Linked DNA regions of Rattus norvegicus: region 1 is linked to region 2. A link is a contact called in public Hi-C data. All regions are on one chromosome and are shown on one strand. Each heading gives the region's core, a stretch centred on a gene start, on an enhancer-like site or on the middle of the called end of the contact. The rest is flanking DNA. Distances are from core to core; before and after follow the strand shown.

The links. Hi-C and Micro-C count contacts between places; a contact is called where the count stands out from the background.
Region 1: a Hi-C map of psoas muscle shows a contact between it and region 2, with 2.3 times the contacts expected there. The contact joins the promoter of Tp53i11 here to the enhancer-like site in region 2. A contact is called at or near these places in 2 of 12 Hi-C or Micro-C datasets (liver and psoas muscle).

The regions. Positions count from the first base shown.
Region 1 is chr3:99,597,911-99,602,188 of GRCr8, forward strand. Tp53i11 (tumor protein p53 inducible protein 11) reads left to right here and starts at 2,390. Exons shown (of 8, transcript NM_001107749.2): 1 at 2,390-2,531.
Region 2 is chr3:99,539,112-99,543,314 of GRCr8, forward strand. No RefSeq gene overlaps it. Among named protein-coding and RNA genes, the nearest start is that of Tp53i11, 59 kb to the right of the region's middle. Within about 2 kb of position 1,455, at least 16 of the 93 cell types and tissues checked have an H3K27ac peak or open chromatin away from gene starts, as enhancers often do.

The DNA.
Region 1 (4,278 bases), core at 1,140-3,639, 60 kb after region 2:
CATTTATTGGTTGAAGAAACACCAAAGGCTAAGTGGTGGTCTTAAGAATGTTCTTAAACAAATGTGCGTAGTTTTGGAGAAGTGTATGCACAGAGGCGGGCACACTAGGCAAAGTGGATGTTGAGGTGGATGGATAGTCTCTTGTCCCTCAACAGTATTTTTCCAGTTAGGAAGAGGCTCCTCAGCTGTAGTGAGCGGCCTGCAAACAGAAGCCAGAGAGAGCTGGAGAGGTATACCAGAGGGGTCTGTACTTGGCGGTGCTGGCCCAGATACCCTCTGAGCTCTGTGTTCTCTCAGTCTCCCAGCCTATCAGCTGTGACTGTGAGCAGTTTCCCTTCTGCTTGAGATCATGGATACATATCTGTCCTCCCAACAGGGTGGGAGTCCTCTGAGAACAGGGATGCCCTTCTGTCAACTCCAAGGCCCCAGGACTCAGCACTTTTCCAGCACACAGGGCCCATCTGGATAGCTATACTTTCTTGGCAAAGCATTGTGGGGTTCTCACCTCCTGATAGAAACCCCAGCACACAGATACACAGAGCTTATAGGCGCGGTCTACACGGAGCACCATTGAAAGTATAAGTCCTGCCACTGGTGACCCTGCTTGGCTCCACTTGCGTGCTGCTAATGACAGTGAGATCACTACTTCTAATACAGCCTCTTCTTTGAAGAAGCTTGAGTCACTACCCTCAGGTCTTGCTTCTGGGGAAACACTGGGAGGTGTCTCTAAGTTCCACTGACACAGCCAGGAGCCCTGTATGACCGTAGTGCAACAATGAATCTGTTATCCCATCTCTGTCCAGAGGCGAGACTGAACCAGGCCTCGATGAAGCTCTCGGTCAAGGACAGGAGGCTTGGATGTGCACTTCACTCCACACACCTCGAGGCAGGCCTGATCCAGACGTGACTGTCTGAGTGATTCATTCATTAACTGGTCATCACTAGCCAGGTGTTCAGCAAAAGCGGGTGGCACTGTGGGAAGGGAGTTTAGTTGCCTTGGTAATCAGGAGGCTAACAGCCACTGAGAGCTGGCTTGCTATGCACCAGGCACTGTTCTGTTTACTTCTTGCATTTCAAGGGCCATGAAGCCTGCCTGGTAGGTTGGTCCCTCACACATGGTCAGGCTTGGTTAACATGGCTTGCTGCTCTAACTGGAAATCCTAGCAACAGCCACAGGGCACTTCATGTTATAAATTCACACCCCTTTGTAGGTTAGGAGGCAAGGCTTGGAGAGGTTAGGTAACTTACATAGGGCTAAGCTAAAAGACAGAGCCAGGATTTGAATCCGGGTATTCTTGTTCTGTAGCCTGGAGCAGAAAAGCAAAGCTTAACTCAGGAGCCAGAGGCACACTTAGTTGGGTCAGGGTAAGCGGCAGCCACTCTCTGTCTCTGCCCCAGTTCTTAACCTTCAGTCTTGCTTCTCTCCATCCCCACCCTCCTTCCAAGTCTGCTGAGATTATCTCCCATCAGGCCAGAAGGCAAGATCCAGAGGTTGCTCTCAGCAGGAAGCAGGGCCCTGGGCAATCAACTGCTATAAAGGGTTTCCCAAGGAGTCCAGAGCCAGACATGGGATGGGGGTTGTAGGTGCTGTCTTTTTAGTTTGAGAGACTCCTGAAGACCATTCAGGACCCCTCAAGACTCACCTGGTACTCTCTCTTGGCATGGGCTGTTTGATTCCACCAACAAAATACTCTAAAGCCACAGATTGACCCAACCCTGCCACGTGAAGCACATGATACAGCGACTGACTGAGGTAGAAAGTCTCAGTGGGTGAGAGTTCTTGTCATTTGGAATTTACACCAAACTGGAGAGATAAGGGTGGCCTAGGTGACAGATTTTCCAATATCTTCAGCTCTAGGCTAAGTATGAATGACTCAAAGTTTTGTGAACTGGGACTAGTCCTATATATTCTCTTAGACTGTTGAGAACCCTAAGATTTTATTCTTGAAAGTGTTTTTAGTAAACGGTGACGATTGCCGTTAACCGTGTTGTTTTACACGGGGGTGGGGGTGGGGGCGGCTACGGACTAAAGCTGGTTCCCTTCCTTCCATCTTAGACACCGGCCTAGGCCTTTGAATGGGTGTTTTAGAAATCCATAGGGGTATGTTTGCAGTCCGGGAGGAAAGGGGCGCTGTCTTCAGAACTTCCGACAAAGTCCTGGGTGGCGCAGCGGCAGGATGTCCCTGCCCGGGGATCCCCTAGCCAAGCGTGGGTGCGCCCTCCGCAGGCGGCTCCCGGTAGGCCCTCCGTTGCAGCTCTGGGTCCGTCCCCCCCAACCCCTCTGTGCCCGCCCCGGCCACCTCGGGGGCGAGGCAGCCCAGCGCGTGGGAGGGGACGGCGCGCCATTGGCTTGTGCGTGGCACTAGAGGAGGGACCAGTGCGGGCCGCCAGACTCGGGCGAGCCCGGCAGCGACTTGAGTCCAGCTTGCCCTGCCCTGCCCTGCCCTGCTTGCCCAGCGCGGCGCCGCGATGTGAGACTCCCCGGGCCGGAGCGTCCGCTGGGCACGCCAGCACCGCGAGCGCAGCACCCCGTAAGTCGACTGCCGGCAGCCACTAGCCTCACACTTCTCCGCCGCTGCCACCGCGCCGGCCGCTGCCTGCGCAGCGCAGCCCGGGGACGCCGGGGGGCCTTAGGAACCGCCCGGGGCAGCGAGCACCTTGCGAGCGACAGCCGGGCGCCCGGACAGCTTGGCACCTGCGGGTCGGCGGGCGCCCGGAACCCCCGCTGAGCTCCTCGTGGCACTGTCCTCCGTCCTTTTTTGTTTGTCCCCTTGCACTGACTTGGTTTCCCTCTCTCCCCCAGCTCTCTTCTCCGCCACCTCCTTCCCCCGGGGCCGTTTATTTTTGCCTTTGGCCTCCTCCGGGCTTTATCTCTTTGATTCGGAGCTAGAGAGAGCGGAGAGTAAAGCAGTTTCTTTTATCGCAGGGTCTCTGTCTTCCGCGCTTGGTTCTCGGTCCCCTCCCCCTTTGTCGCCACCGCCCCCCCTCCCGCCTTTGTTTCTTAGCCCGAGGATTGCGCGGTGTAAACTTGGGAGTTTCCGGGTCCTCGCCCCCACGGGGACGCGGGCGGAGAAGGTGGAGGGGTTCCTGCTGTCTACTAGTCTGGCCAGACCTTTTGTGTGGGTGCCCCGGGCTGAAGGAGTCGCCGACTCCCGCCTCACAAAGTAGGGGAGTGTCCTCGGCACGGAGATGAGGATAGATCAGAGGGGGAAGGGGCAAAGCCGGTGACACTCCAGAGTCCCTGCTGGAGAGGAGCGCGCGGAAAAGTGGTTGGGCCTGACCCCAGTCGGGGGTGGTGGTGTCCGGAGGGTATTGCAGGTGGACCCGGGAAACTCTCTCATCCAAACCGCGCGGTCAGCTGTGAGGGGTGGCGCCATTGCCTGGCGCAGGATGGATTGGGGTCCCATAGAGTGCGCAGAAAATACTCCGCGTACCATCCTCGGGGCACCTCGAGGCCGGCCGCTCGCTTCAGCTCCCCTCTCGCCGCCTTCTTGCATCCCGGATGGAGCGGGCTTCTCCTCCCGCCTGTGAGGTGGAGGAGCAGGGATAGGCCCAGGACCCACTCCCACTTTGACCCAAAACACATGACCAAGGCCTCCTTAAAGTCCCCCAGCACGGACTTCCTGTTTCGTTTCTTTTAAACAAACTTTCTGGATGGGGGCCTGGTGGGAGTATAGACGTCCCTGGCTTGCGGGAACACCTACACAGTTGTGTCTCCCGTGTGGAGGCTCCTGGAGAAAGGCCGCCACCTGCCGCCGTGGGGACTGTGGTGGGTTCCTGGAAGAATCCGGAGGAACACCACCTGCCCCTTAGTGGCAGCCTCTGGCTCAGTCCAAGGCAAAAAAAAAAAAAAATCCTGTAGGATCGTTGGGAAGTCAGAATATTTTTCAGGTTTCTGTTGTCGCCTTCGTACAAACAGCGCCCTCACCTAGAGTCCCCTCTGTCCTAAGTGCTCTCTGCCTTAGCTTTTCTTCTTCAAGACTCAAGTCTGGCTGCCTCCACTTGATGTCCCTGACTTTGACCTTTCTGGGTCCAGGACCTTTACGGGTGCCTCTCATCCCAACTCACAGCCTGGACTTGTGACAGCCCCATCTGCTGGAGAGAGAGGACAGAGGCTCCTGGCTAGAGGCAGGGTCTTCATGAATTATTCTTGGCTTTTCTCTGTGCTCACTTACTGCCCCAAGTGTCTGTGAGTACTCCATAAAAGAGTGATGTCGCAGTTGGCCAGCACGGGTCCCACAGGTCCCTGCACACCTGTGGAAGCTGTCAAGGCTCTAG
Region 2 (4,203 bases), core at 205-2,704:
AGCAACCAAGAAGCAGGTTCCTCTGTAGGCAGCGTTTGGTAAGTGCTGTGATGGCATCATATGCCCGAGCTACCCACCCGAAGAAGAGTAGCATCCAATGCTGGCTGGACGCCGAACACAGCAGCCAGGAGGAGGGGCCAGCGCTTGTGAAGACTCTGGGCCAAGAGTTCTCAGTCCTGACTCCACACTGGCACTGCATGGGGGCCTTGTCCAATGCACACTTCCACATCCTCCATTGGTCTACAGGACACCTGGCATCCAGTGATATTTTTAAATGCCCAGGAAATACTAATAAACAGCCAGGCCAGGCCCAAGGGCCACTTACTTAGAGAGGGGCTCTAACTAAGCAGGCCGGGCCTTCCGGAAGAGGGGCTATCTGAGCTGAGATCGAGATGGCAGGCAGGAATTGATGACAGAGGAGTTTAAACAGAGAATAGAGTGGGTACCAATGTTTCAAACAGAGAATAGAGTTGGTGCCAAGGTCCTGGGACAGGCATGGATTTGGTATGTGAGGAAAGCAGCAGGTAGCCTGGGGTGGGAGAAAGGTGGGTGTGTGTACTAGCTAAGGGCCCAAGCCCCCGGAGGACAAGAATAGGAAACCGCCGGTCCCTCTGGCCAGAAGGACTAGACTAGCCATTGATGCCCCAGAGAGTACCCTGCCTCTTGCTCACAGCTGACATAATAAGTCCTTCAAATGCCCTTGAGACACAGAACATAAGGATGGCTCTGAGGGAGTACCTAGTCTCATCGACAGGTCATTGGCTGAGGAAGGGTCCTGAGGAGAGTGAAGTGGGGACCATTATAGTAACTAGTGTAAGATGAGCTTGACCAAGATGGGCCAACTGTGCCCCTGGAGCCCATCACAAAGACCTTGGGGAAGCTGGCTGGCTGGCAGGAAAATGGTACCTCCTGCTGGGGCTTAATTACCGCTCCTCTGTGGTGTGGGCTGGGTGGGCGCAGGTGTTTCTATTTTCTGGCACAATTATCTGGGTGGCAAAAGCAGAAACGTCAGGGACTCAGAGATGTGTCTGTATCTTTCTGCGTAGTGACTCGGCCTCAGGGGAGAGCATATCCGCTCTGCTGGCTGACTGTGCATCTGTGTGTGTGTGTGTGTGTGTGTGTGTGTGTGTGTGTGTGTGTGTGTGTGTTTGTACATGTGTGCACCTGTGTGCTTATGTGTAACCAGCTGCAGGCTCTCTAAGAAGGGTCTACTTTCCATCCCTGGATCACTGGCTCTTAGTGAGCTGCCGGTCTTGGTTCTGGGCCACACAGCCCTTGCCCACTGGACAGATGTCCCAATCTCGTGGCTTCATCTCAGGAGGAATGTATTTTGAAACAGCGTCTTTGTCCGTGGCAGTCAGCCAGCTGACCCTTCCTGCCGCACGGCCCAAGGTGGCCAGCTGCATCCTGTGGCTCGAGCTGACGTGGATCAACACACAGCAAGGCCTGGCTCCAGGCCATCTGGCCTGCTGGGCTCCTTGTGTGGAGGGAGCACTGGGGAAGAGCCACAGGTCATCGTCTGGATGTCTTCCCAAACAGCTAGGGCCCTAGGTAAGAGGAAGAGGAAGTCTATGGAAGACTGAGGGGTATGCTCCCAAGTGGGACTAGGAGGTGTAAGAACGCAGACTGCTCAAATGATGAACTGGAGTGGTAAGGGTTTTCCAGTTACTCTGAGGCCCTCACACACTGGCCATTGCTCTGAGTCCATTCCTAACCTGGGCTTGTATCAGTTGTCTCTGCTGTAATAACCCTGCTGTCATCTATCAAGACTGACTCCTCCCACTCACCTCTCTCCACAGTGCAGTGGTAGCACTAGATTCCTCTGAGTTCTGGAGCTCCACCCCCCGACCTTTGCATACACTGCTCTCCCTTAGACATCTGCTCTTCCTAAGAGTGGCTCTTTCTAGCCTTAGATGTCTCCTGATCTGGTAGCCGTCTGTGATGGCAATTCTTGGTTGTCAACTTGATGACATCTGGAATTAATTCAAACTCCAAGATCAAGAGGCACACCCATGAGGGATTTTTTGCTTCACTAGAAGTTGGAAGATCCACTACTAATCTGGATTTTTTTTTGTTGTTTTTTGTTTTTTGTTTTGTTTTGTTTTGTTTTTTGGAGCTAGGGACTGAACCCAGGGCCTTGTGCTTGCTAGGCAAGCGCTCTACCACTGAGCCAAATCCCCAACCCCTAATCTGGATTTCTGAGGCGAGAAGACCCACCTCTAATGTGGTTACACCTTCTGTTGGGATCTTATATAAAGACATGGAAGATGCCCTTTCTGCTGGCTCTGGCTTCGTAAGTCTGTTACTCTAGAGAACCCTGACTATTACTTCCCCTTACCCCAGGTCTTTATTACATCCTCTATCTGCTCTCATCTTGTTTTCCTATATTGCCCTGTCTTCCCTGGAATATAAGCCCTGTGCAGGTCATCTCTGTATGTCTTGTTCAGTCTTCTCATTATATGATCAGGGTCTGCATGGAGTATGCATGTAACCAATCACAATGGCTTCATGCATCTGCTGAGCATGAAGCAAGCATCAGGAGCTGAGCTTTATTCCAAACTCATGATAGCCCTTACACTGAAGGCACATGCTCTTGTTAGCTCTCTTACTGATGAGGGAAGATGGTGTTTAGAGACATTGAGAGACCTATCTGAGATAACACAGTGACCCGCATGAGAGGCTAGATTGTCTCAGGTGTGTCTAGCACATCTTCATGGCCTTAATATTTCCCAGGGGTCAGGAGGTAATTAGATTAGAAAAGTCTGACTCAGTTGATGGCAGGCAAGTGACAGTTATTTGTCACCTACCGTCCTAAAATGAAGTACTGAGATTTAGTGACTTAAAATAGCCAAATGTCAGGGATGGAGAGATGGATCGGCAGAGGACCCAAGTTCAGTTCCCAACACCCACATGACAGTTCACAACAGTCTAAAACTCCAATTTCGGGAATCTGAAGCCCTCTTCTTGCCTCTGTAGGGACAACATGCTCGTGGCACACAGCTATACAAGCAAGCAGAACACACGTACGCATAACAAAAAATTAAATTTAAAAAAATTTGGGTGGGATGGCGGTTGTTTTCTAATGGTACGTTTTGATGACTTGCTTCCAGGGCTTGACAGGGTTTGGCTAGTCTGACCTATTCTGCTTCCCTGGTCATGGTAGACTCAGTGAACACAAGGGGAGAGGGCCCTTGGTGGGAGGACTGTTGCTGTCTGCCCCCAGCTGCCCTGCTGATAAGTCTGGCAGCTGGCTTGGGCCTCAGTTTGCCTTTCGGTATCCTTTCCAGAGTATTTGCTCCAACCTCTCCATATGACTACTGGATCTGGACCCAACAGCCATGTAGAAAAACAATCATTCAATATCACATCTGTCATAGACCATTGGCCAAGTTACAAGGCCAAACCCAGATCAAGTGGTACCTGAAGAGATCCATCCCCTCTGGGTAGGAGACTGCAGGGAAGTCTTACTTAATCCACAGAGCTCCACTGGTATGTGCAGTCACCCTTCATATAGACCCACAGCCTCCCTGCCTCTTGGCTTCAGAGTCCACAGCCCTGTAAGGTAGCCTGGAGACAGACCCTTTCCTCCTCCTCCTCCTCCTCCTCCTCCTCCTCCTCCTTTTTCTCTTGTTCCTCCTCCTCTTCCTCCCCCCTCCTCCTTCTCCTCCTCCTCCTCTTCCTCCTCCTCCTTTTTCTCCTGTTCCTCCTCCTCCTCCTCCCCCCCTCCTTCTCCTCCTCCTCCTCCCCCCTTCCTCCTCCTCCTCCCCCCTCCTCCTCCTCCTCCTCCTCCGAGGAGGCATGCAGGGCTGGCAACAGATACCTCTTGACTTGTCCCCTGAGAAGGACCTATGTGTCATCACTTTACAGACATGGAAACTTGAGAAACTGTCTCTGGACTCCCTGGAGGACTCCTGCAGGGATCAGGTAAGGGTCAGACTGAAGTAGTCCTACACCAGGATGCTGCCTTAGCCTCAGGGTAGAGCTTATGCTGAGGGCAATGAGAGCTCTGATCTCAAGGATGACTTTCTTCCCCCTCCTCCCACTCCTCCCCTGAGAACAACACTGACCTGGAGGCCACAGCAGAGAAAAGACTCTAGACGTCTAAGTTCTGGATCAAAGACCAATCCTCCAGCCCTCTCTTCACCAGCCTGTGGGACTCAAGAGTCCGTTGCATCTTTGATGTTGTGCCTCCTGCCTGTTTGT